Linked DNA regions of Pan troglodytes: region 2 is linked to region 1. A link is a contact called in public Hi-C data. All regions are on one chromosome and are shown on one strand. Each heading gives the region's core, a stretch centred on a gene start, on an enhancer-like site or on the middle of the called end of the contact. The rest is flanking DNA. Distances are from core to core; before and after follow the strand shown. Region 1 holds the start of SNX9 (sorting nexin 9). Region 2 holds the start of SYNJ2 (synaptojanin 2).

The links. A called contact is a pair of places that touch in the nucleus more often than the background predicts.
Region 2: a Hi-C map of stem cell-derived neural progenitor cells shows a contact between it and region 1, with 2.1 times the contacts expected there. The contact joins the promoter of SYNJ2 here to the promoter of SNX9 in region 1. A contact is called at or near these places in 1 of 7 Hi-C or Micro-C datasets (stem cell-derived neural progenitor cells) and 1 of 1 datasets of contacts at active chromatin or transcription factors (stem cell-derived excitatory neurons).

What each region holds. Positions count from the first base shown.
Region 1 is chr5:169,856,179-169,861,522 of NHGRI_mPanTro3-v2.0_pri, forward strand. SNX9 (sorting nexin 9) reads left to right here and starts at 3,252. Exons shown (of 18, transcript XM_001144722.7): 1 at 3,252-3,590. The coding sequence starts at 3,579.
Region 2 is chr5:170,014,122-170,019,465 of NHGRI_mPanTro3-v2.0_pri, forward strand. SYNJ2 (synaptojanin 2) reads left to right here and starts at 3,092. Exons shown (of 27, transcript XR_010157798.1): 1 at 3,092-3,315.

The DNA.
Region 1 (5,344 bases), core at 2,002-4,501:
ACAAAGCCTAAACAGAGTGGCTCTGTTGCTCTGCCTCCAGGTCTTTTTCTTTTGAAAGTGCAATCTAGTAATAACCAAACGCAGTCTGCAAATGCAAATCCAATTGCTTAACTAATTGTGTTCTCACCCCTGGAGTAATGGAAGTTCATGCTGTAGAAGAAAATCTGAACTTAGCATGGCCCAGGGTTCTGGGTTCTGGGTTCTGAAGGCAGGCCTGCGTAGAGAATCAACTCTAAGGAAGCTTGCTCAAAGGATGGAGGTGGACAGAAGAGAGATATGCATGGGTGATCAAGTGGGAGCAGAAGACAAACGCCACCGCCAGGTGCAGTGGCTCACGACTGTAATCCCAGCACTTTGGGAGGCTGAGGCAGACGGATCACTTAGGACAAGGAGTTTGAGACCAGCCTGGCCAACGTGGCAAAACCCTGTCTCTACTAAAAATAAAAAATAAAAAAAAACTTAGCCAGGCATGGTGGCAGGTGCCCGTAATCCCAGCTACTGGGGAGGCTGAGGCAGGAGAATCACTTGAACCTGGGAGGCGGAGGCTGCAGTGAGCCGAGATTGGGCCACTGCACTCCAGCCTGGGTGACAGAACAAGACCCAGTCTCTCTCTCTATATATAAATATATTCTATGAAAGTGGGTCTCCTCTATAACATTCATGAAGTAATGTTGATTTTGACTGACATATATAAAAATAAAACTCCTAAGTTTAGCAGTATTTACTGGAGATATACTACCCAATTCATTACTAAAAATGTGAAAATGATTTTAGTTATGTTCAAGATCCCTTCGGTGTGGCTTATTGTGAAAGTGCACATGTTTATCTCTTTTTTTTTTTTTTTTTTTTTTTGAGTCGGAGTCTTGCCCAGGCTGGAGTGCAGTGGCTCGATCTCGGCTCACTGCAACCTCCGCCTCCCGGGTTCAAGTGATTCTCCTGCCTCAGCCTCCTGAGTAGCTGGGACTACAGGCGCGTGCCACCATGCCCAGCTAATTTTTGTATTTTTAGTAGAGACGGGGTTTCGCCATGTTGGCCAGGATGGTTTCGATCTCTTCACCTCGTGACCTGCCCGCCGCAGCCTCCCAAAGTGCTGGGATTACAGGCATGAGCCACAGCGCCCGGCCATGTTTATCTCTTTTTATGTACTTTTTCATTTGTTTTTCACAGTCTTGCTCTTTTTAAAACAACAACAACAAAAAAAAACTTCTAGAAATGAGGTCTCACTATGTTGCCCAGGCTGGTGTTGAACACCTGGGCTTAAGCAATCCTTCCACCTTAGCCCTCCACCATTACTTCTAAAAAATAAAACCAGGGTTATGAAATTGTTCGGGTGGGAAAAGCTTGAAGTCTGTAGTCTTCTTGCTTTCATGGTGCTGGGTGCCCAGGATGACTATTTGCATAGGATTTGCCAGATGAGCATGTGGAAAGGCCTGTCTTCACAGGTGTGCCCCTAACTTTGCACCTTCCTATCAAGGGATGCATTGTTGAACGGCTGCAGAGAGAGCTGTACCCAGCCTTCACATTTAAAAGAATATGGAAAACTCATTACTTATGACATTGCCTGAGTTCAAATCCTGGCTTTTCCACATACTAGTGTGTGCTCTTAGCCAAGTTATTTCTTCCATTGTTTATTAAAATATAACTGCTGTTTTTAAATGAAGTCATACATACACATGGTCAAAAACTCTGACAACAGGATCTGGCGAATCTTTCTCAGAAATTTTCTAGGAATGTGTAACATATTTCCTTTTTTTTTTTTTTTACATAAATGTACCATACATAATGTTCTTTTTATCTTTCTTAACACCTCTTAGAATATTATCATTTTCTTATGGGCTTCCTAGTATTTTGTTTGAATGGATGTATCTTATTTACTGAAACAGTCCTGTTAACAAACACATAGGTTGCTTTCTGGTTGGAGTTATTACAGAACAGTCTTTGATGAACATCTTTGAACACTTGTACAAGTGTTTGACAGGATAAATTCCTAGGAGGGCTGCTGGGTCCAAGGCTACGGTCATTTTCGATTTGAATAAGTATTACCAAATAGGCAAGTTATTTAAGTGAGCCCTGAGTCGCTCTTCTTTGTAAACAGTGGACAATAATGAGTTTCTCAAATGTTTCTTATAAGGATTAAATGAGATGGGGATGTAGAAGCCTAGTATACAGCAAGCAGGCCGTCAATGAATGTTGGCCTCCCAATATTTTTTTTACGGAGAAAGACAACTATTTATGCATATTATGATGACTATAGCTTAACCATGAGCTCAACAAACACAAAAATGCACAGAAAATTCTGCAGTACCGTATCTATTTTAAACCCCATTATTGAATGTAACTAGTGAAATCTCAGGTCAAATAGAATGTATTTAAGAAGGCACAAACTTGACATTAAACACCAGAGATTTACATTTGATAGTTCTCTTCTTACAAATATATCCCTCATAATAATAAAAAAGCACTCCACTAGTATGCCAATTAAGACACATCTTCCAGTCGTGTTTTGTCCTTGAGTGAAAAATCTTGCTGCTCAATTCAAGTCATTCGTTTATTCATAACACCCATATATATATCTCCAACTCTGGAAAGAAACACTGACAGAAAGATGGAAAATTTTAGAGACCTCGTTTCCACTTCAGAGAGCCTGTTGTCCCCCAAACCTCTCGGGCCCTCCGGTATTTTTAAGCTTATCAAGATTCCAGAATGAGGTTAACGGGGCGTCACAGAACGAAACCCCCCGCCGTCCCGTCCCAGGGGCTCCAAGCCAGGACCCCGGCCTGAGGGAGCCTCCGGGCAGGAGGAAGAGGCCCAGGAAGCCATCGCTCCGCTCCTTCCCAGCTGTTCATGGTGGTACTCAGGGTACTCGGCCAAGGGCACGGCGACCCCGCAACACCCCAGGCGTGGGGCAAAGACAGCGGGGTTGCGGGGCTCCTGTCTGCCCCGGGCGTCGAGAGTTCCTGCCGCCCCCTCCCGCCTCATGCACGGAAAGCGCCGAGCCACGGCGTGCGGCGCCGGCCGAGCGTGAACCGGAGTCGGGGTTCGGGTCCCCCGAGCGGCTCTGTGGGCCGCGGATCGCTTCCCTTGGGGCGGCCACGCAGGGTTGCGGGCCATGGCCTGGGGCGCCCGTCCGGACCCCGCCGCTGCGCGGGACGCCGCTCCCAGCCTCGACCAAGGGCGCCCGGGGGCGGCGGCGGCGGCGGTGACTGCCCGGGGCGGCGGCGCGGCGCGGCGCGGGGGCGGCCAGGAGGCGAGGAGGCCGGGCCGCGGCCGAGGGCCCAGGGCGCGCTTCCGCCGGGCGTCGCGCGCGCCGCGGTAAATGGGAGGCTCGGCCGACAGGGGCGGGGGCCGCGCAGCCGGGGACTTTCAGGAACTGCAGGAGCGGGCGGCGCGGGAGTAGCCGAGCGCCCAGCGGCTGGGCCTGAGCGTCGAGACTCGGGGCCGAGGCGGAGGAGCGGCCGCCGCGCCGGGGCCCAGCCGGAGCCGCCGCCCTCGCCCTTGCCTTTGCCTGCGCGGCTCAGAATCACCATCCGCGGCGCGGGAGACGAGCCGGCCGTCCCGGGCCGGGGGACCCGCCCGCCATGGCCACCAAGGTGAGGGGCGCGCGGCGCAGGCCGGGCCGGTCGCTCAGGCCCGCGGCGGCGCGGAGAGGGTCGGGGCCGGGGCCGCGGGGAGGGTCGGGGCCAGGGGTGGTCGAGGGGCCACTCCGCTTCCTCGGTGGAGTCCCCGGGCGGGTCCGCGGCCCAGCCAGTTCCTTCTGGGCATGGGTGCGGCGGGCAGTGCAGACAGACCGCCAGGATCGCACCGGGGGAGGGCGTCGGGTCTGGGCGCGGGTTGGGACCCCGGGCGCAGCGAGGTTTGGGAAGTTTGCACCTGAGCGTGGGCTGCGGCGGGCTCGCCGGGAGGGGCCGCGGGACGGAAACTTCCCGCAGCCCGGGGAGGCCCCCGAGGCGACTGGCGCTCTGTGGCGTCCGGCGTCCCCGCCGCCCCCACGTCCCCTCCCGCTGCCGCCTGGGGGACCCTCGCCCCCGCGGGGCGGGTGGGAGTCGAGACCTCGGCGGAGAGGACGCGGCGCTTCCCGTCCCGGCCTGCGGGGGCTCGCGGCCGGGGAGGGACCGAGGCTGGGACGCCCCGCGCCCCTTTGCCTTCGCTGCTGTTATTTTTTTCTTTTGTTTTGCTACCTTTTCATTGTGAATGGCATTGCCGGCATGAATAAAATATCAAGAGGGAAATGACTGTGCTTTCGATTACGTGTTTGCCTGAAAAAAGGCCCAGGCCCGAATTACGTGGTGGAACTTTGACTCCTGCTTGGTCATTGGCTAGGAGCGGTGGTTTGCTTGTTTTACGTTATTGTTTATGAAATTAGCAGTCACTCTTGGCTACCTGAATTTTCAAAAGCCACCCTCCCCCGCTCCTTTTCCTTGGGCGTTTTCAGTAGTTACTTGATGTAGAATAGTCACTGGGGAAGTCACGGTCACGGAAGGGAGGACTGGGGGAGGAGGCTGTATACCTGAGCCATTAACTGATCTGTGATACGCTGTGAGGAGTGGGTTTACTTTTGCACTTAGCTTTTGTAATGTCACTTTGTTAGCATCAGCACCCCTTTGTCTATTTGTTTTTGAGATCTCTGAGCTACTTTTGGGTTGCTAGAAACGTTATTTTTTATTTTTCGATAGGTGTTTGCTTTTTTTGTGGAGTGTTAAGGTAGAAAATGGTAAGAAATGTGAAATCTCTTTGAAAGATCAGCATTGCTTGACTTCGGTCTGCTAGATGTTGTGCTGTGGTAAATTTTGTGCTCTGAATCCATCTAGGTGCAGCGTTTGTAGAGAAATGGGGATTCTCCTCCAGGGAACCTGTTGCTGCTGTTACTGAAATAATTACCTTCTTGTTACTATATTATTGCCTGTGCTGTGCTTTGGTTTTATTAATGCGATAGAACTTGCCACCTTTTTAACGTATTAATTTTGTGTTGACCTTTTTAAAAATAAAACTTAGGCCAAGGATTTCTAAGGAAATTTGATTTTGAGGTTTGTTGCCAGACATTCCGGAAATTACCAGTTACACATCCTAGTACATGCTCATCTTGCAACCTTAAAAGCGGTTTATAGGCCGGGCGCGGTGGCTCACTCCCACCTGTAATTCCAGCACTTTGGGAGGCCGCGGTGGGTGGTTCACCTGAGGTCGGGAGCTCGAGACAAGCCTGGCCAATATGGTGAAACCCTGTCTCTACTAAAAATACAGAAATTAGCTGGGCGTGGTGGCGCGCGCCTGTAGCCCCAGCTGCTCTGGAGGCTGAGGCAGGAGAATCGCTTGAACCCGGGAGGCGGAGGTTGCAGTGATCCGAGAT
Region 2 (5,344 bases), core at 1,842-4,341, 160 kb after region 1:
CTCAGATATTCCTTTATAGTAACACAAATAGACTAATAATACAGGCTTCCACAATAAAATACCACAGGCCAGTGGCTTAAACAATAGAAATTTATTTCTCAGTTCTAGAAGCTAGAAATTCTGAGATCAAGGTGCCAGCTGATGTGGCTCTTGGTGAGGGCCGTCTTCCTGGCCGGCAGATGCTCAGGCCCTTCCCTCTGTGTCTCTTCTTTTTTTTTTTTTGTTTTTCCTTCTTTGAGACAGAGTCATGCTCTATTGCCCAGGCTGGAGTACAGTGGCTCCATCTCTGCTCACTGCAACCTCTGCCTCCCGGGTTCAAGTGATTCTCCTGCCTCAGTCTCCCGAGTAGCTGGGATTACAGGCACACACCACCACATCCAGTGAATTTTTTTGTATTTTTAGTAGAGATGGGGTTTTGCCATGTTGGCCAGGGTGGTCTCAAACTCCTGATCTCAAGTGATTCACCCACCTTGGCTTCCCAAAGTGCTGGGATTACAGGCATGAGCCACCACACCTGGCCTGTCTCTTCTTCTAAGGACACTAATCCTATCATTCTTATTGACAGGGCCCCACTGGCATGACGTCATCTGACCCTAATATGCTCCTAAAGGTCCCATCTCTAAAAACCATTCCACTGGGGGTCAGGGCTTCAACATATGGATTTGGTAGGGCAACAGGGGGTGGGGGTAGGGTGGCTCAAACGTTCAGTGCATGTCTCCCCTACTTCCCCTCTTTGTTTCCTCTGATAACCTGTTGGGGTCCCTGGCTCCCTCACCCACACCACGCTGAGCTACATTTCCTGCTGTGGCTTACTCTGGGGCTGGTGGAGTTGGCTTTTGCTTCCTTCCCCATCTCCTCCCCTTCCCAATTCCCTACCCTCCAGGCATTCTACATCTCAGAAAGTGGAAGCGCCCAACTCTCCTGCCGCAGATGGGCCCACCCCTTTGCCCAAACGCCGCTGGGGGTTTAGGTGTCTGAGCCAACCTTTTCCTTGAAGGCCTCAAGGTCAGTTGCTCCATCTGCGAAAGGTGCCTGTGCCTGGGTACCCTTGGTCTATCAAGCCAGTGTGCATGTGAGGAAGCTGCTCCCTCTGCCACCCAGGTGGGCTGTCCCACCTGAAACCAGACAGCAGAGGCCCCAAAACCCAGCAGGCTCTTGGCTCACCCAGCCATTTCTCAGAGACGGAGGAATAGCCACTGTAGTTCCTTGAGTCTGAGACGTGCATTTTAACATTGTCTAAATCAGGGCAGAGATGACTATTGGTGGCATGTTCTAGTTTAATTGGAAGTTTTTTTTTTTTTCTCAGTGGTACATAAAATAGTGGTTCATTTTACAGTTGATGGTGACTTGGATTCTATAAGCTGTGAGGCTCAAGTGCTGGTCCTGACTGCAGGAAAATTTCTAAAATAGGTATGGCATGCCACTGTGCAGGACTTTAGACTATATGATGCTAGTTAGGAAAGAGGAGAGAGAAATAAATGGAAGACTGGGTCCCCTCCCTAAGGCCTTACCACTCAATTTGCAAAACAGGGCTAAGAGAAAACATAAAAACACTTCTCAAGCAACATATGAGTAGGTGAGAACTGAAGTCTGTAAATCTGGGTGTTATATAAGCACTATTATCTGGGACCTCAGCATTCCAGGAAAGCTTCCTGGAAGAAGTGAGTTTCGGGTCAAAAAGTGGGCCAAAGGCTGATCTGCCTCACTGAATGGGCACACTGTTTTCATGAGGTAGTAATGTTTCCATCTACACAGAAAGAAGCTGCTCGGACAGCTGATGAGCATCATGCCTGGGATATTGAGCACATCATGCTTGACCTGGACAGAGTTTGTGGGCAAGGAAAGGGGCTGAGGGTCAAGATGATCTCTGCTGGGGTTGTTCAAATTTATTACCCAACCATCACCTGAGAGGTTGTCCCCTGAGGATGGCTTGTCTGGTCATTACTGAATGTCTGCAGGGGCATGGCAGTGTTCTGCTTGGCTCTGGGGGCTCTGCCCTTTCTAGGACAAGTCCCAGAGACAAACAGCTTGGCCCAGTACAGCAGAATGGGGTGAGAGAGGAACTGAGTTCGTTTGCGGGCAGGATGGAGACAGCTGATGGAGGCTTCTCGGGCCATCCTCACGTACCCATCACAAGCGAAGGGAATTAAGCCGCCAAACCACCCCAAAGAGTGACTCCAACTCAGCCCTCAACACCCATCCCCACCCCACCTCCCCTGCAGCTCTGACAGGCCAAGCCTCGGCGCTAGAACCTCGCGCCAGAAGGCCGAGCCACAGGTGACTGGGCCGCCAGGCCACACACTCCAGCGTACACGCGCGGACACGTGCCGGTGTCCAGAGCCGGTGGGAGAGGCGCTGTCACCATCTGACAGGAGAGGAAGGTGGCGCGCAGAGAAGTCAGGGTCACGTGGTAAGTGGGGGTCGTGGTCTGGGGATCACGGCTCCAGGTCTCTTCGCGACAACGCACCGTTGACCCCCAACACCTCTCCCTGGCGGGGTCGGTGACCGCAACAGCCTCCGGGATAGAATGCTAGTGAAAGGTAACCTTTCTCCAGCCCGCTCCACGCGCTCCGCACCCGCTAAGCGCCTCCACGAATTAACTCAGGCCTCCGCGCCGAAGTAGGCGCAGTTATGACCCCGCTTCCCCGCAGGGAGACCGAGGCACGCAGGGTCGAAAGGACTCGTCCAGGGTCGCAGGAGCCGACCACACAAGGGAGGCGCAGCGCCCCCGGCGGGAGCAGTCAGCGGGTCCAGCCTGGCGGACTCCCGGGCCAGGCTGCCCATATAAGGCTGCGGGCGGCCGGCATCGCGGCCAGGCTCCCGGGGGCGCCCCGCGCGGGGCATCCTCCTCCGCAGCGAGGAATGCGTGGCATCCGGGAGGCTCTTCCGCTCCACGCCCGCCCGCGGGGAGCCTCAGCCCCGGGGCGCGGCCTCGCGCAGCTGCCTGGCCGCTGGGGGGAGCGCGGGGCCGGGCGGGAGGCGGCGGCGCGCCCTCACCTGCCCCAGGCTGGGGAGACGCGAGTGGGGAGGAGGAGGAAGGGGAGGAGGCCGGGGAGGAGCCTGGCGCGGCGGGAGCGGCGGCGCAAAGTGAAACTCTGGGAAGTTGCGGGCGCGCGGGGAGCTGTCGCGGGCAGCGCGCCCTCGGGAGGACGTGGCCCCGGCCCCCGCCCGCAGTGGGCCCGACCCTCATGGCCCTGAGCAAAGGGCTGCGGCTGCTGGGGCGCCTGGGGGCCGAGGGGGACTGTAGCGTGCTGCTGGAGGCGCGCGGCCGCGGCGACTGCCTGCTGTTCGAGGCCGGCACGGTGGCCACGCTGGGTGAGTCCGGGCCGGGGGCAGCGACGCCCGGAGGAGAGGGCGCCCGCATTCGCCCAGCCTCGGGAAGACGGGTACCCCCCCTTCCCGAGGGGATCGGGCGGCTCTGGGACTGCCGGGGCGTGGGGGTCGCGCGCAGAGGGGTGGCTTTTTGAATGAAGTGGGGCTGGGGACTCGAGAGAGCACTCTGGCTGGGCCGGTGGCGCACGGAGGCCGGCCGCCCCTCCACGGGGATCTCCGGCCCGCGCGGCCGGAGGATATGGTTGCTGGATAGCCGGCTGGGGCGCTTTGCGTATTCATGAGGATCCCGGGGTGTTGACTTAGCCGGCCTGACCCTGTGCCTGGCGCCTTTTCTTTTGCACCTGTTGATGAAACCAGTGATTGCCCTTTGGTTTGTGTTGGCGTCTCCACTCCTGGAGGGGATGGGGACAAAAGCCCCAAAACATAGGCTCTGGAGAAACCGCTGATGGCAGCTTTGTCCCACGTAAATACTTGGTCGAGAAGCATCGGTGCTGCAATTTATAGAACTTGTAAACAAATATACCATGACCTTTATGCTGTCTTAGATCCTGCCAAGCCAGCGAATTTCACCTATGGACTTCAGAAGCCTTGAAACTGGCGTTGTGCTATGGGCTTTAGGACATGATCTCACTTAATTGTCACAGTTCTACTAAAAAGCTATTATTATCCCCATTTGGCAGATGAGCAAACTGAGGCCTAAAGAGGCTAAGTTGCTTGCCAAGGTGACACCATCCACCTGACTTTTATGTGGCTGTTTCTGTAATGTCATTCAATGCGTGGCTTCCTGGTATCGCTAACCTGGGTCCCTTGTTTTGTGCTAACCATTATAAGGAAAACCTGGGTAGCACCAAAGCACGTGAAACCAGGTCTGATTGTTAGACTTCTAAATGTGGACACCCGAGAGTAAGCTCCCACCACTAGGCGTCCAGCTGTAACAGCTTGCCGGTATTCCTAGCTAAACAAGGTGCAGCCCGGGGTCACTCGTACTTGAGGTGGTCGGCAAATGCAGCAGGCTGCTTTGTAGATGCCTCTAGCCTTCTTTTCACATTTGTATGCATCGACTCCCGTTTCGATGTATGTCTTGGAAGGACTATCTCTCCTATTTCTGATTCCCTAATCATTTCATTAACATGCATTTATCCAGCTTGTTCTCAGTCACTTGATTACTGAAACAATGTCTCCAGTAGTCTCAGCATCAAAAGTGGGCAGTGAATTGTAGATTAAGTTATTTTCAGATTTTTCCAATTTGTGCTGTCCTGAAGAGTCTAAGTTTGGTTATTTGGTGTGGCCTTGAAAGAAAACCACAGAAATTTCCATTCCATTTTAGATGTCTACTTCATACCACATTTATCGGAAGCGAAAGAGTAATTTCATGGTACAAAACTACTGTTTCATCAAATAGATTAAGATGTCCTTCAGTTGGATTACGGCAACATTAAGCCAAGTTCATGCACATTCAAGAATTCTTTGAAGCAGCTTAGAAAAAAGAGATTTTATTTTTTCAAAAGTGAAGATTTAAAAATGATTAATGACAGTAATGTAGTGCATATTTTCCATTAGGAGCTGAAGTTTGGGCTGAGATTTACATCACGGTGGTGATTACAGTATACCAGATTTTAGAACAGAGAATGTAAGAAAGGAATTGGCTCGTCTTCAACTCATGTGCAGTCCACATTTGTCATTTAACCTAGCATTCATTTTTCAGTAGAAAACCTTAAAAAAAAAATTTTTTTTTTTTGAAACAGAGGCGTCTTCTGTTGCCTAGGCTGGCATGCAGTGGCACAGTCACAGCCCACTGCAGCCTCAACTTCCCAGGCTCAAGTGATCCTCCTGCCTCAGCCTCCTGAGTAGCTGGGACTATAGGCACATGCCACCATGCCTGGCTAATTTTTTCTCTTTCTTTTCTTTAAATGGGGTCTTACTATGTTGCCCATGCTGTTCTCGAACTCCTGGGCTCAGGTGATCTTTCCGCCTTGGTCTCCCAAAGCGGGATTACAGGCATGAACTACTT